Regions from separate parts of the Mus musculus genome. Here regions 2 and 3 are each linked to region 1. A link is a contact called in public HiChIP or PLAC-seq and promoter capture Hi-C data. All regions are on one chromosome and are shown on one strand. The core of a region is the stretch at or near the end of the contact, and the rest is flanking DNA. Distances in the headings are between cores, read along the strand shown.

The links. Promoter capture Hi-C pulls out the DNA fragments that hold promoters and counts their contacts. HiChIP or PLAC-seq counts read pairs in DNA pulled down with a chosen protein or histone mark.
Region 2: a contact with region 1 is called in a promoter capture Hi-C map of macrophages, with 5 read pairs. The contact joins the promoter of Rab8b here to the promoter of Car12 in region 1. A contact is called at or near these places in 7 of 39 promoter capture datasets (the SN4741 cell line, embryonic stem cells, hippocampal neurons and 3 more) and 2 of 9 other capture datasets (adipose tissue and pancreatic islet).
Region 3: a contact with region 1 is called in an H3K4me3 HiChIP or PLAC-seq map of the SCID.adh cell line, with 22 read pairs. The contact joins the enhancer-like site here to the promoter of Car12 in region 1. A contact is called at or near these places in 5 of 39 promoter capture datasets (the C10 cell line, epiblast stem cells, hematopoietic stem and progenitor cells and 2 more), 5 of 484 Hi-C or Micro-C datasets (the AML12 cell line, the G1E-ER4 cell line, Th17 cells and 2 more), 3 of 115 datasets of contacts at active chromatin or transcription factors (the 230-238 cell line, CD8 T cells and the SCID.adh cell line) and 3 of 9 other capture datasets (adipose tissue, embryonic stem cells and liver).

The regions. Positions count from the first base shown.
Region 1 is chr9:66,711,229-66,715,861 of GRCm38.p6, reverse strand. Car12 (carbonic anhydrase 12) reads right to left here and starts at 2,176. Exons shown (of 11, transcript NM_178396.5): 1 at 1,929-2,176. The coding sequence starts at 2,013.
Region 2 is chr9:66,917,032-66,921,664 of GRCm38.p6, reverse strand. Rab8b (RAB8B, member RAS oncogene family) reads left to right here and starts at 1,960. Exons shown (of 8, transcript NM_173413.3): 1 at 1,960-2,155. The coding sequence starts at 2,032.
Region 3 is chr9:66,557,760-66,562,392 of GRCm38.p6, reverse strand. The region is part of intron 3 of Usp3 (ubiquitin specific peptidase 3); the gene reads left to right. Among named protein-coding and RNA genes, the nearest start is that of Usp3, 33 kb to the left of the region's middle. Within about 2 kb of position 2,557, at least 71 of the 459 cell types and tissues checked have an H3K27ac peak or open chromatin away from gene starts, as enhancers often do. A contact at or near this core is called in CD8 T cells, the G1E-ER4 cell line, the SCID.adh cell line and 3 more, where this site is marked.

The DNA.
Region 1 (4,633 bases), core at 927-3,426:
AATAGAACCATTACCTTTCCAAAAAAAAAAAAAAAAAGTTGAATTTGGGCAGCTCAGCAGTGCCTGTTGGAACCTGCAAACCCGGTTGGCACTGGGCAGGGAGATGCCCTGAGGAAAGGGCATTTGGTAAAGTCAGGCCAGGGGTCCTGCTCTGCCTGCTCCCTGCCTTGGGTGCTAGCAGCTTCCAGGAGCTGATGACAATGCAGCCAGGCAGTGTGGTCTTGCCTGGCTCTCCACCTTCACTTCAGGCAGAGCAGGCTCAACGGAGTTCACTGAACCAGCCCTCAGCCATAGCAACAAAGAACACCATGCTGTCTTCAGAAAACCTTCAACTTCACCTTGTGCTCCTCTCACCCCTGGACTGAGGGCTCTTCTTAGGCTCTTCTTAGCGTCAGCTTTAACAAATTTCAACCCCCAAGTATCAGGAAAGCACACTTTGACCCCCTTACTCAGCTAACCCTCCAGCCCCAACCTTGTATTAACTGGTCTCCAGTCCACCTCAGTGAGTGTTTGACTTCATCTCCTGAGGCAGTCAAGAAACCTGCCCAATAAATAGCAGTGTAAAAGCTTAGAACTTAGCGGTAGCTAAGACTGCTCAGTGTGAGGGGAAAGTGGAGCTTTACTGCAAACTCCCTCTAATGCAGTTTAGAGAATAAGGAGGACATGAAGGGGGGGCAACAAAGAGGAGAATGGAGAGCCCCAAACTTTCAAAAAAAAAAAAGATCAATAGAGTCCTTCTCTCCTTTGTGTGAGGTGCTTGGTGCTAAAACGACTTCTGGTGAACTTCAGTCTCTATAGATTCCTTTAGAGTTAGTAGCAACCCAAAGTTAACAGTTTTCAAAATTGATCGCCACTTTTGTGGGACTTCTCCCACATTCTGCTTCTTCCTGACTGCGTGGGAAAGGTGATAGTAGGCAGATCCTGCCAGCCAGTCGATGAAGGTTCAGTAAAGGGGTAGTGGCTTGTTGCCCACCGGCAGAGTGTGGTCCTCCAAGGGGGGAAGGAGAGCAGAGCTCTGATACTGCTGGGCAGGAGCTGGGCTCTCTCCCCGCTGCCTGGCCAGGGGAATCATTGTTCAGCCACTGGGGTCACTCTTGGTCCCTTCTATTGCAACCCAAGAACAAGTATCACCACAGTGTGGGGACCCATTGACACAAACAAGCAGGACCCAGTCCCCACCTTCTCCCTAAGGTTAGTAGTAGCCTGAGGGAGAGGCAGGCTAAAGCTTGCTTTTCCTTTTCTTATTCCAAAGGAGTTAATTATCCAGGCTTTGGACATGAGCCCACAATTCAGGCTCCTCTTCCCACCTCAACCTGACACCCTGTTCAGCATACTTGCCCTTCGGGTTTCAGCCCCTTATTACAGTTAGAAATAAGGCATGTGCGCACACATGTAGGTTCAGTGTAGCAGAGATCTCGAGGGGAAAGACAATGACTAACGGTGGGCTACATTATCCCCTGGACACGGAGTGTGAAACCTACTGGTTAACTGCCTCTCTGAGGGTTCTGACGATCAGCCAGACACCCCTTCTTGCGGATCACAGCACACAGGAAGACAGTCCTTTCTCAGCGCTCTGCACGTGGTTCCGGGATCCTGGCTAGCAAGTTTCCAAGCCCCATCTCCAGAGGTAGTGTGCTCAGAAAAGAGGCAAATGAGTAACTACAACTGTGCACCAAGCACCGTTAAAAAAAAGTGCCTCCAACTAACCTCAGCTAACAGTGCATCCCAAACGATCCCAAAGCTAGCATCCTTTCTTGAAAATGTGCTAGGCACACAGCAACTTCCTTACTCGCTCAGTAGTGATTTTACTTTATCTTGCAAGAGCCTGGCAGAAATCCTCTCTCTGCCCAGGCATGGCTCAGTGCACAGGACTCTTTTTTTTTTTTTTTTTTTTTTTTTTTTTTTTTTTAAGTAAGCAGAAACTTTACCGTTGAGTGGGGCTGAGCTGGAAGGCTGCTTCTTAAGGATCACCAACAGGAGGACGACAGTCGCGCGCAGGCTGCGGTGAGGCATCTTTGTCCTGGCGACTCAAAGCTGCCACTCACTCGGAGCTGTGGGGCGCTCGGAGCTGGCAGCGGCGCACCAGCACAGTGTGCACTTAGCCTGGGACCAAGACGTGCACGTTGGTTGTGTAGACTCGTGGCTGCCTGTAGGCTGCTTTTTAATGCCGCGACTCAACCCTAAACATGATGTCATCAGGCAGGAGGGCGGGGCAGAAAGCCCAGCCTACCGGAGGGCAGGAGCCCCAGGTCCGAGGTGAGTTGAGGTCCTGACTTAAGTGGTCCTCAGTGGCCCACTGCGGCGGTCCTCTGGGCCACAGGTTACTTGGGGGAGCCAGTTCTCACAGGGAGGTATGGAAAGTCAGGGACCCGTGCAGCACTCACTTCCCTAGATGTGACTGTGGTCTGTCACTGCCCTTACTTGAAAGCCCCAGCATAGAATGCTGTTTGGGCCAAAGCCTCATTCAGGGTCTGAATGTTTCTGCCTGGTCTTAGCCAAGTAGCTGTGAATTACACATCACATCCAGATTAAGCTCTTCTCAACGAAACCACAAAGAGACTGCGAATCGGAAACTAAGATAAAGGGATTCACAGAAATGAGTCGCTTTTCTTGGCGATTAGCATTTCCCTTAGGAGGAGGAGGCATGTAGACAAGGCTTACTCCTTGTGCAAATTCACAGGATCAGCCCATCTTCGGTAGGCAGCAGGTGGAGAAGGTGCCCTCTCTGAAGTAGTGGTGAAAGAAAAGGACTTGCTTTATTACCGAGTGTCTACAAGCATCAGAGACCAGGCTAGGGGTTATGTGGACCAGTGGCCAGGCTGTTTCCAATGCTGGTTTATCACCTGTTGCTACTCCTGCCCACTATTCTCCAATCTCCGCTTGCTTTGCAATATGCACACTTACACTCTAGACAGGAGCCCGTTGTTCTGATCACGTTTGTGTCTAGCCCGCCCATGCGGAGCTGAATCTTCCTGGCCTCCTGCTCTGCTGTTCCCCACCCTTACCTCCTATATCGTCTGTTTGTTATTCCCGCCCGAGATGGTCTCTGCTTCCCTGGCTCCTCCATATCTCTCTACCACCTCAGGTGTGGGGCTCAGTTTCCTGCTCCTACTAACCCTGGTCTCCTGCTGCCTACACATACGGAATAGTACATAACCCCATGTTTGTAACCTGGCCCGCCATGCCCTCTTCTCTGGGCCAAGTCAACCAGCCCAGCCCTCCCCCATCCCCCATCTGTTCTGGCACTCAACCTACAACTCAGGTTGGCCTTGGTGACCAAAGAGGCCATTTGTTCACCTACAACTTGGAGAGACTGAGCAGCCGAGAACCACCAGGAAGCAGGTGTCGCCTGCATTTCAAGGGGTGTTATTGTTCTGTCCCTAACAGCTCAACTATTGTATGGGTAATAAAGGGCTTGAAATCTCTTCAAGGAAGTTGTTACAATGACAATTTTGTCACAATCATTTCCAGACCACAATAAGCTTAAGGGTGACCTTTTCTCAGAGATGAATAGCCTTGAATGAGCTCTGGAGTGGCTTAGGCAGTCTTGTTAAAGGCTGAGGTGGACTGGGGAGCAGAAGGCCCAGAGAGACCCCTGAATGTTCTGAGATGCAGATTCTGGGCCCAGAGAGTGAAGCCTTGACTAGTTCAAGGCCAACTGGATCATACCTGCCACCGGCCTGTGTCACTCCCACGACAGGTGTTTTTCAGTATGTCGGAAAGTACTCAGTTCAACTTCTCAAATGTTCACTTTAAACGGATCCCCAAAGATGCAGGGAAAAAAGAAGGATATGGTGGATTTAGTCAAATAGTAAGAATAGATCATAAACTAGGAGCCACAGAGGGAAAGCTTGTGACATTCATCGTATGTCTAGCAGATAGCTGGCTAATTGGTAAAGAATGGTTAACAGAAGGGAATCAAGAATATAAGCTGAAACTCGGTGTGGTGGGTTACACCTGAAGTCCCAGCACACGGGAAGCTGAGGCAGGGGGATCTCTGAGCTGCAAAGTGAAGCCCTGTGTCAACAAGAAAGGGGCAGAATAATCTGGGAGGAGATAATAAAGAGGTGGCTCGGAGTGTGAAGCTGCTTGCTGGGAAAACCTAGTCAGCCGAGTTGATCCTTAGACTCCACAGTGGGATGTAAGGAAGGAGAGAACTGACTCTTTCAAGTTGTTCTCTAACCTCACCATGTATGCCAAAGCATGCTTGCCTCTTAGCCCCACATGGATGAGGAGGAGGAAGGAGGAGGAGAAAGAAGAAGAAGAAGAAGAAGAAGAAGAAGAAGAAGAAGAAGAAGAAGAAGAAGAAGAAGAAGAAGAAGAGGAGGAGGAGGAGGAGGAGGAGGAGGAGGAGGAGGAGGAAGAGGAAGAGGAAGAGGAAGAGGAAGAGGAAGAAGGTTTTTAAAAAGAAAGGGCCAAGTGTAGTGGCACATGCCTTTAATTCTAGCATTCATGAAGCAGAGGAAGGTGGACCTCTGTGAATTTAGGACTAGCCTGGTCTACATAGTGAGCTCCAAGTTAGCCAAAGCTATATGCTGAGACCCTGTTTAGAAAGAAAGAAAAAAAGAGAGAAAGAAAGAAAGAAAGAAAGAAAGAAAGAAAGAGAGGAAGGAAGAAAAGAGAGAAAGAAAGA
Region 2 (4,633 bases), core at 711-3,210, 210 kb before region 1:
ATACTCTAGACATTAGATATTAAGTTGGCAAAAGTAGCTGCTGCCCTCTGGGCATTGTGTGATCAATAAGTATGAGCTAATGATACCTTTCATCTTCTCTCTACACTGGAAGTGATGGTCAATATTAGGAACAACTAAATTTTCTGCTACAATAGGACCAGACATGCAACATTGCTGATATTGTACATGAAGTCACAGGCATTGTTGAATCTTAGAAGAATTTGTCAATGTGTTCAATTAACTGTCCAGTTTTTTTATTATTATTCTAATGATTAACTCCACTGCTTCCTGTAACAACCTCTGCTAGAAGGTATTTCCTTGTCTCTAAGGTAAGTTTTGTCCTAGAGGGTTTTAGATAGTTTGTTGTCAGGCAGGGCCCCTTTAATACTCTTAAAAATGGAGGCATCCAAAAGAATTTTTGTTGGTGTGTGTGTATGTTAGGACAGTTGGTATTTAACATATTTTAAATTAAAACTGAAAAAGAAGCAGAGATGAGACAGAGACTTCTGACAAGATAAAGCTCCTGGTCCCCCTTAGCCACTCCTTCCTCATGATCTGGATAGTAAACCCTTGTCTCACAGGGGCTTGATCTGGCTGGGTTTCTGCCACTTGCAGATAAAAGAGCACTGAACAATAAAGAATTAGTCTAGGGTAATAAATAATGAAGGCTTGAATTGAATACATCAAAGTGCTATTTCCTCCCTTCCTTTTGCCACCCATTAATTGAAAGCCTCCTGAGGAGTGATAAATTTAAACGCAACTAACACCTACACTTCACAGCACCTTACCAAGTTTCAAAGTGCTTTCACACTCAGTATTTAATTTTCACTACAACCTATGAAGTAGTTTGTTTTTCATTCGTCTTTACAGATGAGAAAACTGAGACGTGTCAAGCCTGTGAGACTTCACACAGCTGTGAAGTGGCTTAGCAAAGACTAAATCCAAATCTAAATCTCTACATCTTCTATGGCCAAAGTTCCCGTCACCTGTCTCAGGTGGCGCTATTTTATAAGCTGTTCGTAGCACAAGCCTTCCCACATCTTTCTTCTCTTCTCTTCTCTTCTCTTCTCTTCTCTTCTCTTCTCTTCTCTTATCTTATCTTCTCTTCTCTTCTCTTCTCTTCTCCCTCTCTCCCCTCTCTCCCCTCTCCTCTCTTTCTTTCTTTCTTTCTCTCTCTCTCTCTCTCTCTCTCTCTCTCTCTCTCTCTCTCTCTCCCTCCCTCCCTCCCTCCCTCCCTCCCTCCCTCCCTCCCTCTCTCTCTCTCTCTCTCTCTCTTTCTTTCTTTCTTTCTCAAGAATTCATCCTCCCGCGGTGCGCGAGGCGGTATCTATGAAGCAGAGCCTCTAAAATGATCATCGCATTTGGCTGTGGCCTGTAGTTCAGAAGGCACAAGTGGGAATGAAATTAGCCCGCTAACATCACTCCTTGAGCTCTATAATTGAAGGGCTGTGGAAGGGGGCCTAGGAAATGGGCGGGAACGGGAGAGGCTGGGTAATACTCTGCAGCTAATTCACAGACTTCGTGAACCTTTGCATCTCCAAAGAAAGCTTGCCGAGCTCCGGGTTCAGGCAAGTAGATGAGCGAACTGCAGGACTTAGATTCCGAGGTCTTGGATTTGAAAGATGCCCATAAACAAAGAAACAACAAAGTCAAGTTCCCTTGGCAAAAGAAGAGGAGTTTGAAACGAAGCGTCTTTTCCCTGTAAGGATGGAAAGTCTTAACACACCACCCTACATCACTCAGATTTGTTATCCAGGGAGGTTGTTCGGACAGTTTGGGCGAGGCACGCCCGCGGCTCTCCCAGAGTACTACAAATCCCATAAAGCCTCGCGGGGCGGAGGGTGATGACAAGGCGCGGGCAGATTGGCTGGGACGGGGAGGAGCGAGCCTGTCGCCTCAAGAGGGTGGGGCGAGAGGCGGGGCGGGGCGCGGGTGGCTTGGCAGACACGCCCCCTCGCCAGAGGCCCCCCCTCCGCGCTGCTTTCCACCGCCTCCTTGCTCTTGGCGGTCAGAGAGGGCCGGAGTGAGAAGATGGCGAAGACGTACGATTATCTGTTCAAGCTGCTGCTCATCGGCGACTCCGGCGTTGGCAAGACCTGCCTCCTGTTCCGCTTCTCAGAGGACGCCTTCAACACCACCTTTATCTCCACCATCGGTGAGGGAGCGGCCGCGGCCCGGGACGGGAGCTGAGACGAGGGGGGCGGGTGCCTGGGGGCCTGGGAGAGGGCACGCGAGGGCTTGGCGACCGGAGAAGGGGACCCCGAAGGGCCGCGGAGAGGGCAGTGAGAGCCGGAGAGGCTGAAAGGGACGGATGGGGATGCGGAACTGCGGACGGACGAAAGGGAACCGGAGCAATCGGAAACCAGGGGTGTTGGGGACACGAGGGGGCTCCGGGGCGGCGGCGGCAGCGGCGTCCCAGAGGGACGGAGTCGGGGGAACACAGGAAATCGTACGGAAAGAGAAGGAGGGGAGGGAGAGTGAATACGAACGTGGGTTAGAAAGACAGGAAAGAGGAAGGAAATGTGAAGAGGGAAATGAAGGTTTGAGGACTCAAAGAGGGGCTTCAAATGAAGTAAAGGGGCAGAGGACACCAGGGACAAGAGAAGTGAGACTAGGAGGCGGTCAACAGGGAATTGAGGGGAATGACTGACTGAATGATCAGGAGGCAAGCGATAAAACGACATTGACTCTAAAGGTGTGAACAGAGATGCCAAGAGAAAATGCAGAAGATTGTAGGTGGGAGAAGGACTCAGGAGGACCCGAGGGCGACTTGAGGCTACTTGGTGGAGAAAGTGAAGGCGAGCTGAGTGTTAACTAGAAAGGAGAAGGGGAAGCAGGGGATGCAGTGCAGGGGTTGAGAGATCAGAGAGGAAATGGAAAACGCGGGGCTCAGGACTTTCCCTAGTAACTGGGAACGCTGGTTTCCATTTTCTCTTGACATCTTTGAATCGAGATTTAAAAAGTGACTAATGATGGAGTAATGTCTACGGGGTGTTAAAAATCTTTTGAGTGTTTATAGGAATTAAAGGGGCTGGGGACTTTGGGAGATGATGTGGTTAGAAGAAATTTATTGTTCACCGCCTTATTCCGTGTCTTGGGAAGCAGCAGTAAGTTTCTCAACTTTGTAAATTCTTGAGCTCGTGTAGTTGGTAACATCCAAGCCAAGTGATTGACTGTACATTCCGCCTGCCTCCCTGTGTAGTTTCCTTTGATTCTAATTACTTTGTAGGTGAATCATAACATACTGTATATTTCCCAATTACTTCTAATTGACTCAAGAAAAAAATTTCTCACTCTTCACTGGGAGCTGCTCTTGTATCTTCAGTAAAAGACATTGTGTGCAGGTAAACAGGATCTTTAAGTTGTAAACTGAAGAACACATCAAAACTGCTTTTAAACCTTCAGTAGGATGACCTTAACATTATTTCCTTTGTTAAATAGCTGCAGTCCAGTGGCCCACTCACTCATCAGCTTTTTGGTTGTCTGGCCTCTAATACTAGCTTATTTAAAGCATTTTTCAAATGGCTTTCCAGGTGATCCACAAGTAATGGGGAACTAGTGTGTTGACAATAAGTATGTCAAAGGGGCTGGAAAGTTGCTATGGTGGTTAGGAGGATTTGCTGCTCTTACAGAGGACCCAGGTTTGGTTCATAGCACTCACTTGGCACCTCATACTGCCTGTAATTCTAATGGAATACAACACCCTCTTCTGGCCTCCGTGGGGACTAGACATTTACATGGTGTACATACATTTATGCAGGAAAAAAACCTTGAATTAAAAACAAAACAAAATCCGTGTTTAAATATTTGTGGCATTTGAAAATAGGTGACATTTTAAAAGTAGGTATCGAGCACTTTCCAGTGTAAGTATTGGTAAAGAGTCTCCATGGTTTATTCTGATTTTTTTTTTTCCTACAGACTGAATGGAAATTTGGGTGTTGTGATATCTGGGCTGAAGGAAGTTTGAGTTGCGAGTTCTTGGCAGTTAGTCTTGAGTGGGACTTTTCTGAGGAAGCAGATTTTAAATGTCATCTCCCTTCTCGAAAGTGTATTTGTAAGAGACTTGGTGCAAGCTGGTACAGCTGCTAAAGGACATTCATTTCTGGTATCAGTTTCCAAGCCCCAAAGGACTCTTCTTCAGTGTTGACTGCATGCTGCAGCTCAGCTTGGAAAGGACAGTTCCTAAGAAGTTAAGGGTGGGGGACAGTGTCTGTTCCACGTGCAAACTTCTCAGAACTTTCCTCCTGCTTCAACTTTCACAACTGAGTAAGTCTGGGGCAAGAGAGACGGCTCAGCAGCTAAAAGTACCTGCTGTTCTTCTTGGGGACCCAAGGTTAGATCCCAGCACCCATAGCAGGTGGCTCACAAATACCTGTCAGCCAGCAACTCCAACTCTAGGGCTCCTGACTCCTCTTCTGGCCTCTCTGGGCAGCTGCGCTCACACGTAGACATCTCCCACCCAGGCGCACACATGGGCACATAAACTTTTTTAAAAGGAAAAAAAATGAAAAGAAAGTGACTAAATCTCACTAATACAGCATGTTAAATTCCTTGGATTCCTCGGCAGTAGATTTACCAGCGCCCTACTCCCCCCACATTTCTTGTAAGGACCTTTTAACACTATCTTTTAAAA
Region 3 (4,633 bases), core at 1,308-3,807, 150 kb after region 1:
CTCCCCCTGACCCCCATGAAGTGTATTAGACTTTAAGAGGAAGTTGGAGATAGCCATGCCAGGTGGTGTATACTGGTATTCCTTGCACTATGCAGGCTAAGAAAGATTCTGAGTTAAAGGTCATCCTGGGCTACAAAGCTAGATCCTATGTCCAAAAAAGAATAGATTGTGAACCGTGTGGCTCCTTGTAATATAATGTATGTGTCTGTGTCATATAAATGGTAGTAAAGTCCTGTCTATTTTGTGACTGTTTAGGAGCAAATTATTTAGGCTACAAGCAGTGTTCAACAATTTGTTACCCATGTAGTATATGCAGAGATGTTTATAGTTTTAACTTTTGAGTGAAGCAGATTTCTTTCTCATCATAAATTATGATGAATAATTTTTCACCTTTACTTTCAATTCTAAGGGCTGCTGACATTGAGGGGGGTGTTTAGAAGATCCTTTAGAGTTATGTATTTGCTCAACAGTCCTTGAATTTTACATGAGGGCAATACTGAGCAGGAATGGGCATTTAAAGTACAAATATCCCTGTTTGTTGATTTGCTTTTGGTAAGTGGTTTGAGACAGAGTTTGCTGTTTGGTCTAGGCTGGCTCCTACCTCAGCCTCCTGAGCACTGTGCATGTGTTGCCTTGCCTGTTTCCAGGCATCCCTGAGAACCACACTTTCTGTTGAAGGGCGTGCTAGTCCTTTCTCACACTGTCTGTGGGAAGATGTCCAGCCAAGGGAAGAAAATTAAACCAGTGCTTTTTCAGGTCTTTTAATGTTTTACAGGTTTAGCATAGTTGGCATTTAACTATTGAATAAATCTGTAAAAGGTTTAAGTCATTCAAACACCTACTCGTTTAGTGGTCAGACCTGGAAAAGATAGAAGGGAGAGAAACTTAGAGGCAGATGAAGATTTTTGTAAAAATTAGTATTTTCTGAGATGTTCACACACAGGGCAGTGCTCACTACTGTTGCTTGCTGATGTGGAGTACTTCTTTTCTTTTCTTCTCTTTTCTTTTTCTTTTCTTTTCTTTTCTTTTCTTTTCTCTTCTTTTGATTTATTTATTATATGTTAAGTATACTGTAGCTGTCTTCAGACACACCAGAAGAGGGCATCAGATCTCATTACAGATGGTTGTAAGCCACCATGTGGTTGCTGGGAATTGAACTCAGAACCTCTGAAAGAGCATTCAGTGCTCTTAACGGCTGAGCTATCTCTCCAGCCCGAGTACTCCTTTTCATAACAGCTAAGCATTAGCTCAGTTGGCTGCTGTTGCTTGAACCCTGGCCTTAAATAAACCTCTACCCGGACTCACATCCTAGCCCTCCATTAATCCCTGCCCCATTAATCCAAGAATGGTACAGCTTCTTGTTTTATAGAATCAGGTGTTCTGTGTTTATAACTACTTTTGCTTTAGAGACAGCAGAAATTCAGGTCATTCTTGAATGTCTTTATCTCCCTATCATAGTCATAAGTCATGCCATTCTGTGTGGTGCAGGTGCTGACAGCATTCATTCTTGATATCAGTTAGTGTGCAGAGGATGTTCAAAAGGAAGCTTTGTAAATACAGTTAAATCTGTATACTATAACAAATCATTGTTGCTCTTCTTGCTGTTGGTAAAATTCTAAGGGAATGGTAAGTCTTTGAGGAAATCTTAAGGATCAGCTTAATGGAATTAAATTATTTTCATAGGGTGCTATAAGAACATCTGTTAGATATTTTAGTGGCTTTGCAGTTTTGTTAACTAGACATTGGAATTTAATTTCCTTTACATTGCTATAGTGTACTAAGGTAGTAGACATAATTTCATGGACAAGTTGATTTAGGAAATATTAGCATATACCCAGGAGTGGCAGAAGCTTCTTGGCCAATTGCCAGTCTTTTGTGTGCGGTTAAACAGAGCTGTAAGTGTGTGGCTACCCAGAGCTTCTGAAATGCAGGAAGGAAGCTGCAGCTGCACGGGTCACATTAGTGCTACATTTGTGGGCTTGAGAACAGAATGCCAGGGAACCACCCTGCAAAATTACACTGCCATATAAATACCCCAAAGGAGCTGATGACTGTTGTGAGATCATGAAGCTTTGGTTAAAATTAGTATTTCTATTATACCTTAACTAATACAGAGAAACAGATTTCTCTGAGTTGGGGAATTGTATAATTTCCCGGTGTAGTTTTATGAATTTCTTTGTACATCAGTTTCTGATTGCTAGACTGGTTGATAGGGTTCAAAGGAAAAAAAGTTTATATATTTGATTATTAAGCTGTGTGTATATTTGATTATTAAGCATTTTTACTTCAGCTTTTCCTACACTTCTACCCCCAAGTAGTAGGAATCAAACCCAGCGCCCCGGACATGCTCAGCAAACACTACTAAATTATATCCCAGTCCGTTTTTTTTTTTTAATTTTTTAATTTAAGACAAAGTTTTGCTAAAATTTCAGGCTGGTCTTGACCTTACTCTATAGGAGCCTAGGATTTAGCCTCCCAAATGCTGGAGTTACAGCTGTAAGCCACCACACTCAACTGTGAAGCCCTCCTCACCCCTTTATGGTTTGTGTTATAAGATATTCTGAGGCTTACATTTGGTTTTGCCCATATATGTTCATGTGCGTGCACATGTGTATGGAGTTCATAATTGTTTGGATAGCATTGCTCTGGTACCTTGTGTTTTTGAGACAGGCTCTCTTGCTGGGACTTGTAATTTAGGTTAAGGCTGGCTCAAGGGATCCTTCTCTCTCTGCCTCCCCAAGTCTGGGGCTACACACACACCCTAGCCTTTTGCATGGGTATAGGGGATCACACTCAGGTCCTTAGAGTATGTAATAAGTGTTTAACCAACTGCACCATCTCTCCTGTCCTTGCTTACAGTTTTTGTCTTTATTTTCCTTTACTGAGAGTCTTGCCCTGCCCTTTCCTTCCTTATGAGTTATCATGAAAATTTCCTTCTCCTAACTCCAGCTACGGGGAGTAATCTCTACTAACTTCTAGCTTCTGGAACACTTGTCACTTCCTGCTACATGTCACTAATTTGTAAATCTCCTTGGAGACTACAGAGACCCCTCTCAGATCTTTCTATTTTCCTCCTTGTTTTATGCAGACTTGTTTTAGGCAATGTCCTTGCCAAGTATGTGGATAGTCCTGGGGTCATCTCTAGTACTGGGGTGGAAAAGATTTTGATAGCTACCTTTAAAACAGGAGAAAGGTTGCACCAAGTCTGTACTATGTCCTTTGATCATCACAGAGGACTGAAGCCACATGACAGAGGCTAAATTCCTTTCCCTCTGAAGATTGGTATCCTTGTAGGCAGCTCTTCTTAATTCTGAAATAAGCAGAGCCTCCAAAGAGAAAACATATACTGTGAAAGTTGTGGTCTGGCTGGGCATAGTGGCGCACGCCTTTAATCCCAGCACTCGGGAGGCAGAGGCAGGCGGATTTCTGAGTTCAAGGCCAGCCTGGTCTACAGAGTGAGTTCCAGGACAGCCAGGGCTACACAGAGAAACCCTGTCTCGAAAAACCAAAAAAAAAAAAAAAAAAAAAAAAAAAAAAAAAAAAAAGTTGTGGTCTGGCGGCACAGGCCCCCGCTCCTTGAGACAATCCAATTAGCATGAAACAGATAAATGAAGATTTCAATAAAAGTGAAGATCTTCCCAGGATTTTCATATAGAAACTAAGTTTCAGTTTCTTGTTTGTTAAGTACTGTTTCTCCCTTCCCATCCTGTTCCCTTTCCTACCAAATGGTATTACATGTGGTATATTATTGCAGTTGAAAAGAAGCACAAATTAAAATTAGGAGTTTTGTGTAAGTAGACATATAAAGGTAATAGATTAAAAATACTAAACAAATAATTCACTGATATCTGACCTAGTCAACTCTAATCTTTGTAAACAGTAGCTGAATGTAGAAATGAAGAGTTAGGAAAAGAATACTAAAATTACTAGAATACTTTGTTCCCAAGGCATCTTTTCAAACTATTATGAAATATGAACTAATTCATGTCTAAAAACTGCTTAAATTTCGGTTATTTTTATTACCACTGGCCTGCTTTATCATCTTAAGTTATAATTAAAAATTAAAAACAAAAATTTATCATCAAGTAAACTCTTTAAGTATAGATTTTATCCACCCTCCCCTTATTTTTGTGTTTTCAAGAGGGCTTCTCTGTGCAGCCTTGGCTGTCCTGGAACTTGCTCAGTAGACCAGGTATGCCTCAAACTCAGAAATCCCGTTGCCTCTGCTTCCTGAGTGCTGGGATTAAAGGTGTGTGGCACCACTGCCCAGCTTTCTTTCTCTCTCTTTCTTTTTTGTCATCCTCCCTCCCTTTTAAGATGGGTTCTTGCTCTGTAGCCCAGGCTGGCCTCACACTCGTGCTTTTATCCTGAGTGTTGGTATTGATTACTTCTCCCCACCCTGCTTCCGTTTTCCTCCTTTTCCATTTTCTTTTCCCGTTGTAATGGACAGGAGTGGGATGGTAGGAGGAACCCTCACTATGTTGCCTAAGCTGGCCTAGTCCTCATGACTAGCCGGGACAATAAGCATAGACAGTGTCTTAAAGAATGCAAAGCAGAGATTTACTTAAAAATTGTATTTTGAAGTTTAAAAAGAAACTTTGTAATAGAGGTGACCTCAGATCATGAAAAGCTT